2 separate regions of the Strix aluco genome follow, and region 1 is linked to region 2. A link is a contact called in public Hi-C data. All regions are on one chromosome and are shown on one strand. The core of a region is the stretch at or near the end of the contact, and the rest is flanking DNA. Distances in the headings are between cores, read along the strand shown.

Evidence for each region. A called contact is a pair of places that touch in the nucleus more often than the background predicts.
Region 1: a contact with region 2 is called in a Hi-C map of heart, with 7 times the contacts expected there. The contact joins the promoter of RBIS here to the promoter of LOC141919920 in region 2. A contact is called at or near these places in 2 of 2 Hi-C or Micro-C datasets (brain and heart).

What each region holds. Positions count from the first base shown.
Region 1 is chr1:29,960,334-29,966,542 of bStrAlu1.hap1, forward strand. RBIS (ribosomal biogenesis factor) reads left to right here and starts at 1,623. Exons shown (of 3, transcript XM_074816572.1): 1 at 1,623-1,797; 2 at 5,976-6,092. The coding sequence starts at 1,678. LOC141919971 (carbonic anhydrase 13-like) reads right to left here and starts at 850. Exons shown (of 7, transcript XM_074816635.1): 1 at 699-850. The coding sequence starts at 729.
Region 2 is chr1:29,775,016-29,781,391 of bStrAlu1.hap1, forward strand. It overlaps LOC141919920 (carbonic anhydrase 2), which reads right to left and starts at 3,845. Exons shown (of 7, transcript XM_074816482.1): 1 at 3,597-3,845; 2 at 2,840-3,037. The coding sequence starts at 3,630.

The DNA.
Region 1 (6,209 bases), core at 373-2,872, 180 kb after region 2:
AGGCCCCAATTTACAAAAGCGCTTTCATTTCCACTTGCATGACTCGTGAGCCAGTCTGCACACAGGAGCAGCGTTTGCATGACTTACAATGCAAAACACGAGGAAAGTCTTTAAGCCTGTTGATGAGCAGCACATCTTGGGACTTCAAAGACCAACAAGATTAAGGAAACCATGAAACAACCAAAATCCCAAAGCAACTCCTCTTAGGTGCATATACATTCAAATGACCGATCCTAGGATCTAGTATTTCCCACCACTGAACAGGAGCAGGACACAGCCGGAATCAGGCACTGCCGATACAGCAGCTCCCATCGCTGTGCCTGGCTAATAAATAAATACCCGATACGCACACGCAGCTGATCGACTCGACGAGCAAACGGAATCCCTACAGGGAGCGATGCAGACCCACCTCCGCGCCAACCCCCGACCCGCCTCTGGCTGGCGATGCTGCACGCACCAAGCACCTCTCTCAGCAGGCAGCCTCGCATCATTCCGAGCCAAAAATCTGCTCGGTCTCCACCTCGCAAAGCCTCGACAGCATTTCAGCTCATTCAGCTTCCTGACGGGCTCGGGAGCTGCCGAAGCCAGCTGCGGGAGCTGCCCTCGGGGGGACCCCTCTGGCCGCGGCGGGAGCGGCCGCCCCGACGGCCCCGCGGGAAGCGCCGCGGCCGCCCCCAGCCCCCCGCCCGCCGCCCTACCGTTGTGCTCGTCGTATCCCCAGTGCAGCATGGCTCTGGTCTCCTGTCGGGACGGGACGGGCCGGGCCGGGCTGGGCTGGGCTGGGCTGGGACGGGAGAGGCGGCCGCGCCGTCACCGCCGCCCGCTTTGAAGGCGACGGGCGGTGACGCCCCGATGCTCGGGCGCCGATAAGGAGCCTGCAGCGCTCCGCGCCCGCGCAGCCCGGCCCCGACCCATCCGTTCCGATTCTCGCCCACCGCCCGCCGCCGCCCAGCATCCCCGCCGTGCCGTCGGGGCGGCCCGGGGGGCCGCGGCCGGCTGACAGCTGCGGGGCCGGCTCGCACGGGACCGCTCCAAGAGAGTGACGGTGTTACCCTCCGCCAGCCGCCTGCCCGCAAGAGGCACGAGTCGGGGCCAAGGGAAATGGGGGAAGTAAGGGTCTGTTGCTGGGGTGACCCCCCGCCCCCCGAAAGTCAAGCAAAGCGACCATCGCTGCCCGGCCCCGCTGCGTCCCCCGGCGGGCCCCTGTGCCCCCCCCCCCTTACTCCGAGGGGAGGGAAGCTGATTCCCTTCGGAATTGGCCCTGGACAGATTCACGCTTTACAGGCGCGGCCCGTGGACAGTAGGCTTTCCCACAACCCACGCGAAATTTATTCTTTTTTAAAACCCCTGTGTTTCTGGGACTGTCAGGCACGTGCCTTGGCACCGTGGCCATCTCGGCCACTTTGGCACAGTCACACGCGCGGAAAGCTCCGCCCGCCCGTGCTGGGGGCTGCCGGGGGAGCGGGAGCACACGCTGGGACGGCGACGGGACCCCCGACGGGACCCCGCCCCGCCCCCCGGCCGGCCCGGGGCAGCGGCGCGCGGTGGCGGGGGGCGCAGCGCCCCCTGCCGGCCCCGCCGCCCCATGACAGTGCTGGGGGGATTGGCGGCTTCCCCGGCGCGCGGGGGGTGACGTCAGCCGTCCGTCCGCCCGCCCGCCCCCGCGGTGCCGCCGCCATGGGGAAGAGTCGGTCGCGGGCGGCGAAGGCGGCGAGCGTCTTCCGCATCGCCCGCAGCGGCGCCGTCAAGGCCAAGGCCAAAGGCAAGGCGCGGCCCGTCACCTCCGGGCTGAAGCAGGTGAGCGGGGGATGGGGGGCGGTAGGTTTGCCGGCGGAGCGGCGGCGGGGGGATAGGGTAGCCGGCGGAGCGGCGCGGCAGCTTCCCACCGGAGCGCCTCAGGCCTGCCGGGTCGCCCGGCGGCCCCGCGCGAGGCTTCGGCCGGGCGGGCCCGGCCGCTTCCGCGGGGATCCCTCCGGGCCGGGGCGGTGCGGCCTTGCCTCCTCTGAGGCCTCTTCTGGGGGGCGGAGGGAGCGCTTGTGAGGGACTCGGTAGAGCTGCTTTATGGGCAGTTTTCTTCTGGGCACAACATTGCAAAGTACACAGTTCCCACCTGAAAATTAGGTTTATGCGTGGATGTCATCGTCTTCAAAAAGGGAAAGACAAAAAATGTTATTTGATCTCTGCAAGCGTCCGCCACCTAAGACTTCGAGCTGTTCTCCTTGAGGGGGGTCATTTAGAAAGTATCTGATGGCATTTCAGTATGGCCCAGGGAACCTGATGCTAAAGACAACAGCCGTAGTTCAGCAAGTTTCCCTTTACTAGACCACGCTTGCAGTGTCACTGATGGTGTAATTCAGGGCATGGTTTAACAAAATGGCCTGATCGAAACCACCAGGCACAGATACTGCGAGGGGAAGTCCTGCTCTTTTCCGTCAGGTTCCCAACCCCAGCCCCCTTTTCCAAGCCGGGGCTCTGTTCCCACAGCTCTGCTTGATGCTGACTCAGGAACTCATCACGTCCTAGGTGGTTCAACTTGCTAAAATCAGCAGCAAAAGCAACTAAAAATGCATTTTGTGTTTTTCTGTGCTGGGTTGGCAAGTTGAACAAATTTAATTATGAATGAGTACAAAGAGAAACATTTTAGGGGGGGAAGAACCAGAAAGGATGGAACCTTTTCTGATCCAGTAGCTGTTCGTTTGTCTTAGCTGTCAAGTAAAACCATGTCAATGAGATGCAGTGAACAGATCTAAGAGCACGCACTGCCATGTTTTGCTCTTTAATCCCTCTTTTCCCCCTTCTTGCACCTTAGATGGACAGTGATGCTCTGCAGACCCTTCTGTGAGCTGATTTAACATACTGAAGGAATGGAAAAGTAAACAAGCAAAACCAGTATTCTACCATTTTCATGTCTGGAGAGCACCACTGCCCAGGGGAGGGAGAGAGTGAGTCGTGGCTGGCAGCGATGCAAGGGAAGAGGGGTGGGGGTGATCTAAGCAAGGGTTTTCCTCTTGGTAGCAGCAAGTCATCTTCTTTTCAAACCCTGCCTCCAGCCTGAGCTGTGTGATCTGCTGAGAGTTCAGCTGGTCCCTCTAGAAGGGCATCTGATAATAAAAGCAGAAAGTTAGTGGTTTATTGTTCCCATTAGATTTCGTTGCAGTCTGCTGGGCAAAAAGAGTCAAACAGCCACTCTAAAAAAAGGCCCTTTCAAATTTTCCCCTGCAAGCTAAAGTCACTTGACGAGTTAATCTGGTAGACAGACAGGAATGTAACAAACTTTGGAAATAAACAATTTCATGTTGCTGGTGTCACATCTCCACTTAGTCTAGAGGGTTCTGTATAATAAAGAGAAAAACAAGTTTAAAAATCATATTCATGAAAAGTGAGTAGCTTATTAGGAGTAAAATTTTATTCTGTGTGTTTGAAGCTGTATTCTTTAATTCATTAAGCCTTTGGGGATTTAGTTATCATTAAGCAGTATAGGAAGATGCTCAGAAAAATTTGTTAAAATAGATTTATTCTTTAATAGATGAAAGCCTATTCAAACAACTTTTGATATAGATACACAAACTAGCTACAGAGCCTCTTTCTCTGGAGGAGTCCTGCCAGAGTAGCTGAGGATATCAGGTATTAAAAGTGACTGGATCCTTTCAGCACCCCTGTGAAGCTGGAAAATGGTAACAAGCCCTGATGGGAAACCAAAGATCTTTGTAAATTGGATTGTCCACAGTCCCATCCACTCTCCATTTGAGCCGGGAGCTGAGTCCGTATTTCTCAACTCACTGTCCAGTTTGTTATCAAAGTGATAATCTGAGTAGACTTGTTACATCAGCCTCTTGCCACTGCTTGTTCTCTTGATCACTCAGAATAAGTGGAATTACTGTTAATGTGTACATGCTCTGAAATTATGGAAGCTTTGAAAGCAAAATGAATACGTGTAACCATTCACAGTTTGCTTCTGCCTGTGTAAATTGCTGAGAGGTGAATTACAGGGGTAGTCTTTGGAACAGCAGTAGGCATCCTGAAATCTGGGGTTGCCTGAAGGTGTATGAACATTTGCAATGTAATAGGACATTATCTGGCTACAGTCCTGTTCCAGACCTGGTGCTTCAGAAGCAACAGGTGCTAGGGCTGAGAACAGCTGAATCTTACTTTGCTGCAGCAGTGAAAGAGTTTATGCCTCCTTGCATCCACCCTGCTCCCCTCCCACAGATTATTGTCCCCAGAGCACAGCACATGTCCATGTCTTAGCTCTTCCCCTTCGAAAGCAAGCATCTTTGCTGAAATAACTTATGAAGGCAGATTTGGGCTAGTGAGGCTGAGGTGTCCAGGGATCAGATACACATCCTGGTCTGGTACAGTCACAGAAGTTTCTTTAAATACCACAACAAAATCTGGTAGACGTTCTTGACCAGACCTATAGTATGAACACATAGGAATGCAAGGTGTGATGTTGAAAGGCAAACTACTGGAAGAATTCAAAATGGTAAGATCATTTACAAACTGTATTGGGTTTGCATGGCAAGGTTTTGGTAGCTCACAGGGGCTACAGGGGTGGCTTCTGTGAGAAGCTGCTAGAAGCTTCCCATATGTCCAACAGAGCCAGTGCCAGCCAGCTCCAAGATGGACCCACTGCTGGCCAAGGCTGAGCCCATCAGCGATGGTTGTAGTGCTTCTGGGATAACGTATTTAAGAAAGGGAAAATGTTGCTGTGCAACTGCAGACAGAGAAAGGAGTGAGAATATGTGAGAGAAACAGCTCTGCAGACACTAAGGTCAGTGAAGAAGGAGGGGGAGGAGGTGCTCCAGGCACCGGAGCCCATGGTGCAGCCCATGGTGAGTCAGGCTGTGCCTCTGCAGCACAGGGAGGTTAATGGTGGAGCAGATCTCCACCAGCAGCCCATGGAGGACCCCACTCTAGAGCAGGTGGATGTGCCCAAAGGAGGCTGTGACCCTGTGGGAAGCCTGCGCTGGAGCAGGCTCCTGGCAGGACCCATGGCCCCATGGAGAGAGGAGCCCACGCTGGAGCAGGTTTTCTGGCAGGACTTGTGATCCTGTGGGGGACCCACACTGAAGCAGTCTGTTCCTGAAGGACTGCACCCCGTGGAAGGAACCCATACTGGAGCAGTTCGTTAAGAGCTGCAGCCCATGGGAAGGGCTCACATTGGAGAAGTCTGTGGAGGACTGTGTCATGTGGGAGGGACCCCATGCTGGAGCAAGGGAAGGGTGTGAGGAGTCCTCTCCCTGAGGTGGAAGGAGCAGCAGAGACAACATGTGATGAACGGACCACAACCCCCATTCCCTGACCCCCTGTGCTGCTGGGGAGAAGGAGGTAGAGAAAATCAGGAGTAAAGTTAAGCCTGGGAAGAAGGGTGGGGTGTGGGAAAGGTGTAGTTAAGATTTGGTTTTATTTCTCATTACCCTACTCTGATTTGATTGGTATTAAATTTAATTTTCCCCAAGTTGAGTTAGTTTTGCCTGTGACGTAATTACTGAGTGATCTCCCTGTCCTTACCTCGACCCATGAGCCTTTCATTATGATTTCTCTCCCATGTCCAGCTAAGGAGGGGAGTGATAGAGTAGCTTTGGTGGGCACCTGGCATCCAGCCAGGGTCAACCCACTACACGAAGGAGGGAAGGAACCCTTCCTGTAGCTCCAATCCAGCTAAGAGGAGCTGAGGGCAGTGTAGCAGGGCCTGTCTGCAGCCTGGCTTTTGTTTTGTGTTCTGTTTCTGGATCACTATGGGCTCCCTTTCCAATAGAACAAGTTTAACTGCTTTTATAATTTTTAATTTATTAGAACATCAGTATTACATGACTAGATGATATAATTAAGTACAGATCAACCTACTAAAAAGGAATTTTGGAAGATATGCATATAGAACTGGCTGTATAATAGTTGTACAAAAATGGTGCACTTCCACATGCCAGTGGAATTTCTGTTAAAAATACTAATGTGTGTATGTTTTTTCTTCCCAGATAAACATTAGAAATGCTGAAAAAGTTAGCACAATAAATAAAGCATTTGCTGAAGTTCAGAAAGAAGTACAGCAGCTATCAAAAGGCACTGCAGCAGAACCTCAGAAGAGTCATCAGGTAATTTCCCTTTGTGAAAATCTGAGTAGGGAAGTGGAAGGAATGTGCATGTTCAAAGCATTATATTCTGGCTCTAAGACTGCAGGCAATTCATGCAGTTGGTTTAAAGCTGTAAGC
Region 2 (6,376 bases), core at 2,595-5,094:
AAAGAGATCTGCTAAAGAGCAGAGAAAAAAAACATTTTCTTCTGTGAAGATACATTAGTCACATAAATTGCATCTAGATTATTCTTGTTTAAAAAGTTAAAACTTTTATTTTACATCCTTACTATGCTAAAGAATAAAGATGGGATATCATTTTAAGAAATCTTATTTTTTCTTTTAGATTTTTAGTTTTTCACTGATATGGGCAGAAGCTTTTTATTACATATTCTTGTATGCACACACATACTGTAAGAAATACACATTTTGGGGGAACAGCCTTTTATTTGGGGGAAAATATTTTATACCAAAATTTTAAATATTGTGACATCTACTTGTTGGTACTTGTGATCAACAGTATTCACATTACATATTTTCTGAATCAAAGAAATAAGTAGCAATTATTTTCAAAGTTTTATCCAAAAATGCATTTTGGCTTTCTTACCTATTTTTACTATACTAACTATTACTACCTCTATTTTTTAATTGGAAGAACTCATTTTTGACTCCTGCTCTTCAGAGTATGCAACAGACATTAATGCCTAGAACTGCTGTTCCATTTACTTCAGGGTCATTAGTTACAAGCCTGAAGATTCTTAATGAATGGATTTACTTCTTTGTGTGCAATTATCCATGTCTTGAAAATTATTCACAAACAGTGATCTTACTACTTCATTTTGTGCCTACCACCACAAACAATTCATTACTACATATGGGACAGCTCACAGGAGCAAACAATACAGCCTGTATAAAGTATTTACAGGATTTTATTCCATTGTCTTCTGTAAAACATACCAGCACATCACAATTTCCCATAGTTTTCCCTTGAGTGACTGTTGCATGATGTCTAACCAAGAATTTGGTACGTGCATTATAGTTAGTCTCAAATTCAAAAATAGGAGTGAATCAAGCACAGTCAAGTCAAAGACAGCTCTATTTTGTGTAAGGAAAGTAGGTTACCTAGTTAACTGCATACAAATGAAGCCATTAAGCATGCTGCCAGGTAGATTCTATGCACTGTAATTTTCGATAGGAAGTGTGATACTAAAGGAACCACCCTTACCTGGCTTCATAGAGATCTGTTTAATGTTTTTTTCTAAAGAATAATCAGTGTCTGATTCACTAATAGAGCTACTGAGAATGTTTCTACTTGCATCTCCTATCCTCCCACTCTAAAAGCTGTGTCACTGCATATCTGTCAGAGGATCCCTGTCACAGATGTTCTGGTTCTGCACTGACTTTCCTCATAAAAATCATTCTTCCTACAGACATTTCTTTAGATTATTATATGTTCCTGCCATTTTCTCCTCCCAAGTTATCAAATACAACCTAATGTTCAGTCTTTCCAAACTTACGCACACACAAAGCGAACACATAATAGTGTGGTTATACGGTGAAGACCTGAACCTGCTTCCCTTGGGCTCAGTGAGAGCAGGATGACAGCAAGAGCAAACTCGCATGTAACTGGTGAAAACATAATTCTTTTTTGTTCTCTGAATCATTTACCTTATTCCCCATGACACTGTTAAAATGAACATGTGTTCAGCTCTTTGGCTCCTCAGTGCTTCAGAAAAATAAACACTAAGAACTCAGAATACGTTTTTCCTTTAAAAAAAACATACAAATATTGATCTGGATGCTCTGCACAAATTATACATGGATCTATGTGTATTTATACAACTGTGAACACTTACAGCTGACCACTTAATATTGTTCAGTTATAAAGATTGTAATAAAAATACAAAGTCAAATTCTTAGAGTAATGCTGAATGTCTGTTATAGTGTTATATTACATTACCTGCAGAAACATCACATTTTTAGTAGGCACGGATCATTTGTTTTCAGCACCATTCCCTAAATGACATTGCCAACAAAATGCTTAGCAAAAACAGGGCGCTTGCTCAAGCAAGTTAAATCAGGCAGTGTCTAGAGAAGGCAGTGACTTACAATAGGATTGTTTTTTCTGTCTAAATTAAAAAGAGACACATCATCATAGCAGAGTGATGATTTCTGCAAATTCAGCCAGCTGAAAAACTACAATTAAAGAACTACAATTAACCTGTTGTAACTTTGGCTTGGATTTCATCTGTCCATCAACATGCCCATTCCTTTTAGTAAGGATTACTAAAAGGTTTGCAGGATTCAGGGCTTAATTTCACCATACAGTACGATGAACAGTAAGACGCTGTGGAACGACTACCTGCTTGCAGACTTTGTAGGAATGTGTCAGACACATTATCTTTATCTAGAAAGCCCAGTGTCAGGAAAATGTCAGGGATAATACTTGTTTAAATTATAAAAGAACGAAGAGGTATTTTCTAATCATTCCTCTGTTTCTGTACTAACCTGGAAGCATACTGGCTTCAGAAATATGAAATAATATTTTGATAACCAAAGAAACTATTCCCAAACTATTTCCACTTCAAGTTGTTAACTGTAATCCTTTGTTATTCTACGGCCAATTTCCTCCTACCATGTACTTTGCCTCTTTAACCATTTGGTCAATAGCTTATGATGAGCCATGCCTACAATTGTTCTTGTCAAATAATTTTTTATTTTCTCTTCACAGCTGAGCCCATACGCAAATCCTTCTGATTTAAACAAAAATAAAGCAACTCGATTTTCTGGAGTTTACAGCAGGGCAGCTCAAAACAGCCCTGATAGGTTTAGCTTACTTCTAACGGCAGCTCAGTTTCCTTCCAGCCTAAAGGAGCTGAATCCTGACCTTACTGGAGCCAAAACACTTTGGTATTTTTTTGCCTTTTAAAACACCCTATGGCCTCCGTAGACATTTTAGTAGCAGTTTCTCCCATCTCCACTCCCACACATGAAGATGAGGTCTCACCTGATTTGTCAGAGGAATCATCAAACTCCACGTTGAAGGAGTGCCCGTTGTTGACTATGTTTCGAGCCGTGCCGGCATCATAGCTGAAGCTGAGAGGCTTCAGAGAGGAGTCGTACTTGGCGGCCTTGCTGCTGATGGCAATAGGGGACTGGCGCTCCCCATTGGCGATGGGGAAGTGTTCGTGCCAGTGAGCGGGTCCTGCAAGACAGCGTAAAGCAGCTCGGTGGGAACATCGAAAGCTCGGGGGATATAAACGATAACCTCACTCTAAAACCAGGATGTTTTTAACGCTAGCATCAGCCTTTACTAAAGTACCACCTGTGCGGGGTGCCAGTGCTGGCAACACAGAGGGGAAATCCCACCTGGGGAGCAGGGCGGGGACCCGGCAGCCCCTGAGCCTGGGAGGCTGAGGCGCGGGTTTTACCGGGGAGTCCTTCTAGGGGCCACCCCGTCCTGCCGGAGCAGCGCCCCGTCCTCCCCTCTTCCTTGCACTGTTACCGAAGTAAAGGACCGGCAGCGGGAAAGAAGAAGATGCTCCAGGCAAATCGCGCGGCGCGCCTGGCTGGCTGCTCAGGCGCAGGTGGCATCTCAAGGTTAAAAGGGGGGAAAAAAAAAAAAAAAAGGAAAAGAGCGCCACCGGGCTCATTCCCGCTCAGGGCAAGGGCTCAGTGCGACGCGCAGCGGGCACGTCCCAGCGCTGCTCCCGAGGACCTGCGGCAGGTGCGGTGTCCCGTCCCGCAGCCCGCCGGGCACTCACCGTCCTGGCTGCCGTACCCCCAGCGGTGGGACATGGTGCGCGGCCCGGCTCTGTCTGCGGAGGCTGTCGCAGCGCCGTGCCTCCACCGCGCTCTCAGGGGCTTTTATAGGCTCCCGCCAACTCCATGCCCTTCTCCGCGGCCGGAGGAAGGGGTGGGGAGCGCGGCCGGGGGCGGAGGGAGACTCCGCTGGGGGCGGAGAGAGCGGTCCCTTATAACCCGCGAGCCGCCGCGCCCGCGGAGCTGCGGCGGGCCCGGCCCGCAGCGCCCCCGGCAGCCGGGCGGCGCGGGGCGGCCGCAGCCGGGGCGCGAGCGGCCCCCCCCCACCCCCACCCCCCCCCAAGTCCCCCCTCCCACCCGCGGTGCCCCCCGCCCGCATTGCGCACCTGCGGGCGTCCGGCCGCTACGCGGGGCGCTGCGGAGCGCCGTGACCTTGGGGAGGTGCCGGCGGGCCGGGGGCGCGCGTGTCCGTGCGCGGGTGCGTGTCCGTGCGCGTGGGGCCGGCGCTGCGGTCCCCTGCTGCTCCCTGCCGGGGGCGGCCGGAACGGCGCGGAGCGGGGCGGGGGGGCGCCTGCAGCCAGCCGCGCCACGGGGGGTGTTTCGTGGGTGCCGGGAGGGGTTTAGAAGGGATTAGCGGGGATTGGGAGGCCGAGGTGAACGCGCTTAGCAGGGGGGAGGTCACGCGTCAGAAAAATGAGGACGTTATTGCTTATGACTTGATAGTGTATTTTTTCTAACCATTTTCGGAGAAGAGCGGGTAGAGCTGCGCTTATATTCACTTCTTAACATTTGGGAAATACATACTTGCCGTGAGAGCGGCTCAACTACCACTCCTGAGGATGGACTTGCAAGATTAAAATTGAGCAATACTTATTTTAGATTTTTTTATATTGCTCAACACGCTGGTGTTTTCTCGCAGGACGGGAGGGATCAGACCCTGACAACCCTTTTACAAAGGGCTGAATTCGAGTTGCCCCTGCGCTGCCGCAGGCCTGTCTGTCCCAGTGAAGCCATTCGCGCCCAGTGGGTGTGCTGATGATCCTTTTTGAAGGCTGTTCTGCATCCTCTTGCTCCGAGCAATTTTTGGGATGAGAATGACATCATAACTGTAATATTAGTTTATCCCATTTTCTTGTTAGGACTGTTTATTCAAATATGGTTTTAATTTTATTCGGTTGCGATTCAACCACAGGGGTCTAAATTCTGTTGTCAATGAAGTCGGTGTAAATCTAGAATAACAACACCAGAATGACCCCATCATTTACATTCGACATTGTAAAATGTGTGCCATTTGTTTTCATTTGTTGAGAGGGGGGAGAAAAGTCTATTCGTACAATGTAGTTACTGTTGCTAATAGCAAAAACAACCAGCTGGGAAATCGCTTATAAAAATTAAAGGCATTTCTCAGTCTCCTTCGACTACAAGCAGAAAATATTTAAAGCTTATTACTGATTAACCCAGTGTGTGTCCTTTCATATTTGCATGCCTCTACTCAGATGGTTTAGCAACCACAAAATGGAAATGTGAAGGCAGAAGTGTATACACAGAAGTTACTTAGAAGTGGCTGTGGTGTATGTGATGTAGAGCAACAAATGGAAATGCACATGGTTGTCAGAAAACTGTTAGAAATTCCTTGTTTGCTCATTATAGATACTTTTCAGCAATCACTTTTATTGAGTGGTTTTGATTTACTGAGTGATATTGATTGAGCAGTTGTGCTACCCAAGTGTATTGACAGTCTCTCATAAACACACACATATACAGGTAAGAATCCAAATACATATACGTAAGAATTCTTGAAGAATAAAGCAGAAAACATCCCTTTATGTTGTAGGAAGGAATAAGGTTTCTGTACATTTCAGAAAGCTTCCTTCCATTTAATCTTACTATAAAAAAAATCAATTCAGCCTGATTCCTCTGCACTCTCATATGTCGTTTCCACTGACGTCAAAGGGAGTACCACATAAAGGACAAGTACAGGATTAAGCACGACACAGTGTTTGGCATGGTAGGCTTCCTAAAAGATCTGCTTAGGGTTCTTACCAGGGAAATGAAGTCAGTTGGCAGCACCACTGAGGGACTAGGATTTTAATCACATGAATCTTCATTTTACCACATTATTTCTATCAGTAGGTATGTGATACATGCTAAGCACACACAGGCATACATCCACATTTTTTTTGTCTATTGTTCTTAAAATCAAATAACCATTTTCTTTGATCATTCAGCTGTTAGTGTTTGCAGGCTTGAGCCCATGCCAAGAAGCTGCTATTGAGAGCCTGGCATTGACTTGGTCTCTTCGAATCAGACTCCTTTTCTGTCTCCTGGCTGCATCAGACTCCTCTAATCTGTGACTGTGGTTTCATGGCAGAATGCAATGCTTCACAGAAAGCCATAAACTAGCCTAGAGAAGAAGTTGGATATGGGAAACAGTACAGTCCAGATAATACTGCACACTGGTGAAGCTGCTTAACAGTGACAAAAACCAAGGCACGTTAGCAACAGCAGGACATAATATACATCGGCATAGTACCTGGACTAGCTCAGGCATCTCACATAAATGCGGACTGTGCTTCGTAAACCTGCCAGTTCTGCTGAAATCGGTGGAATGACGCAGACCAGTAAGGCCTGCTTGTATGTACAGAATGTGTAGGAGCAGTTCCTAAAGCAAATGTTCACAAATCCTGTGGCGACAGAAGCATTATAAATACATTTCAAGCAATACAAATACAGGGAACAGATTAGATAATTACTGTAGCCATTTGATTACTCATGACTCTGA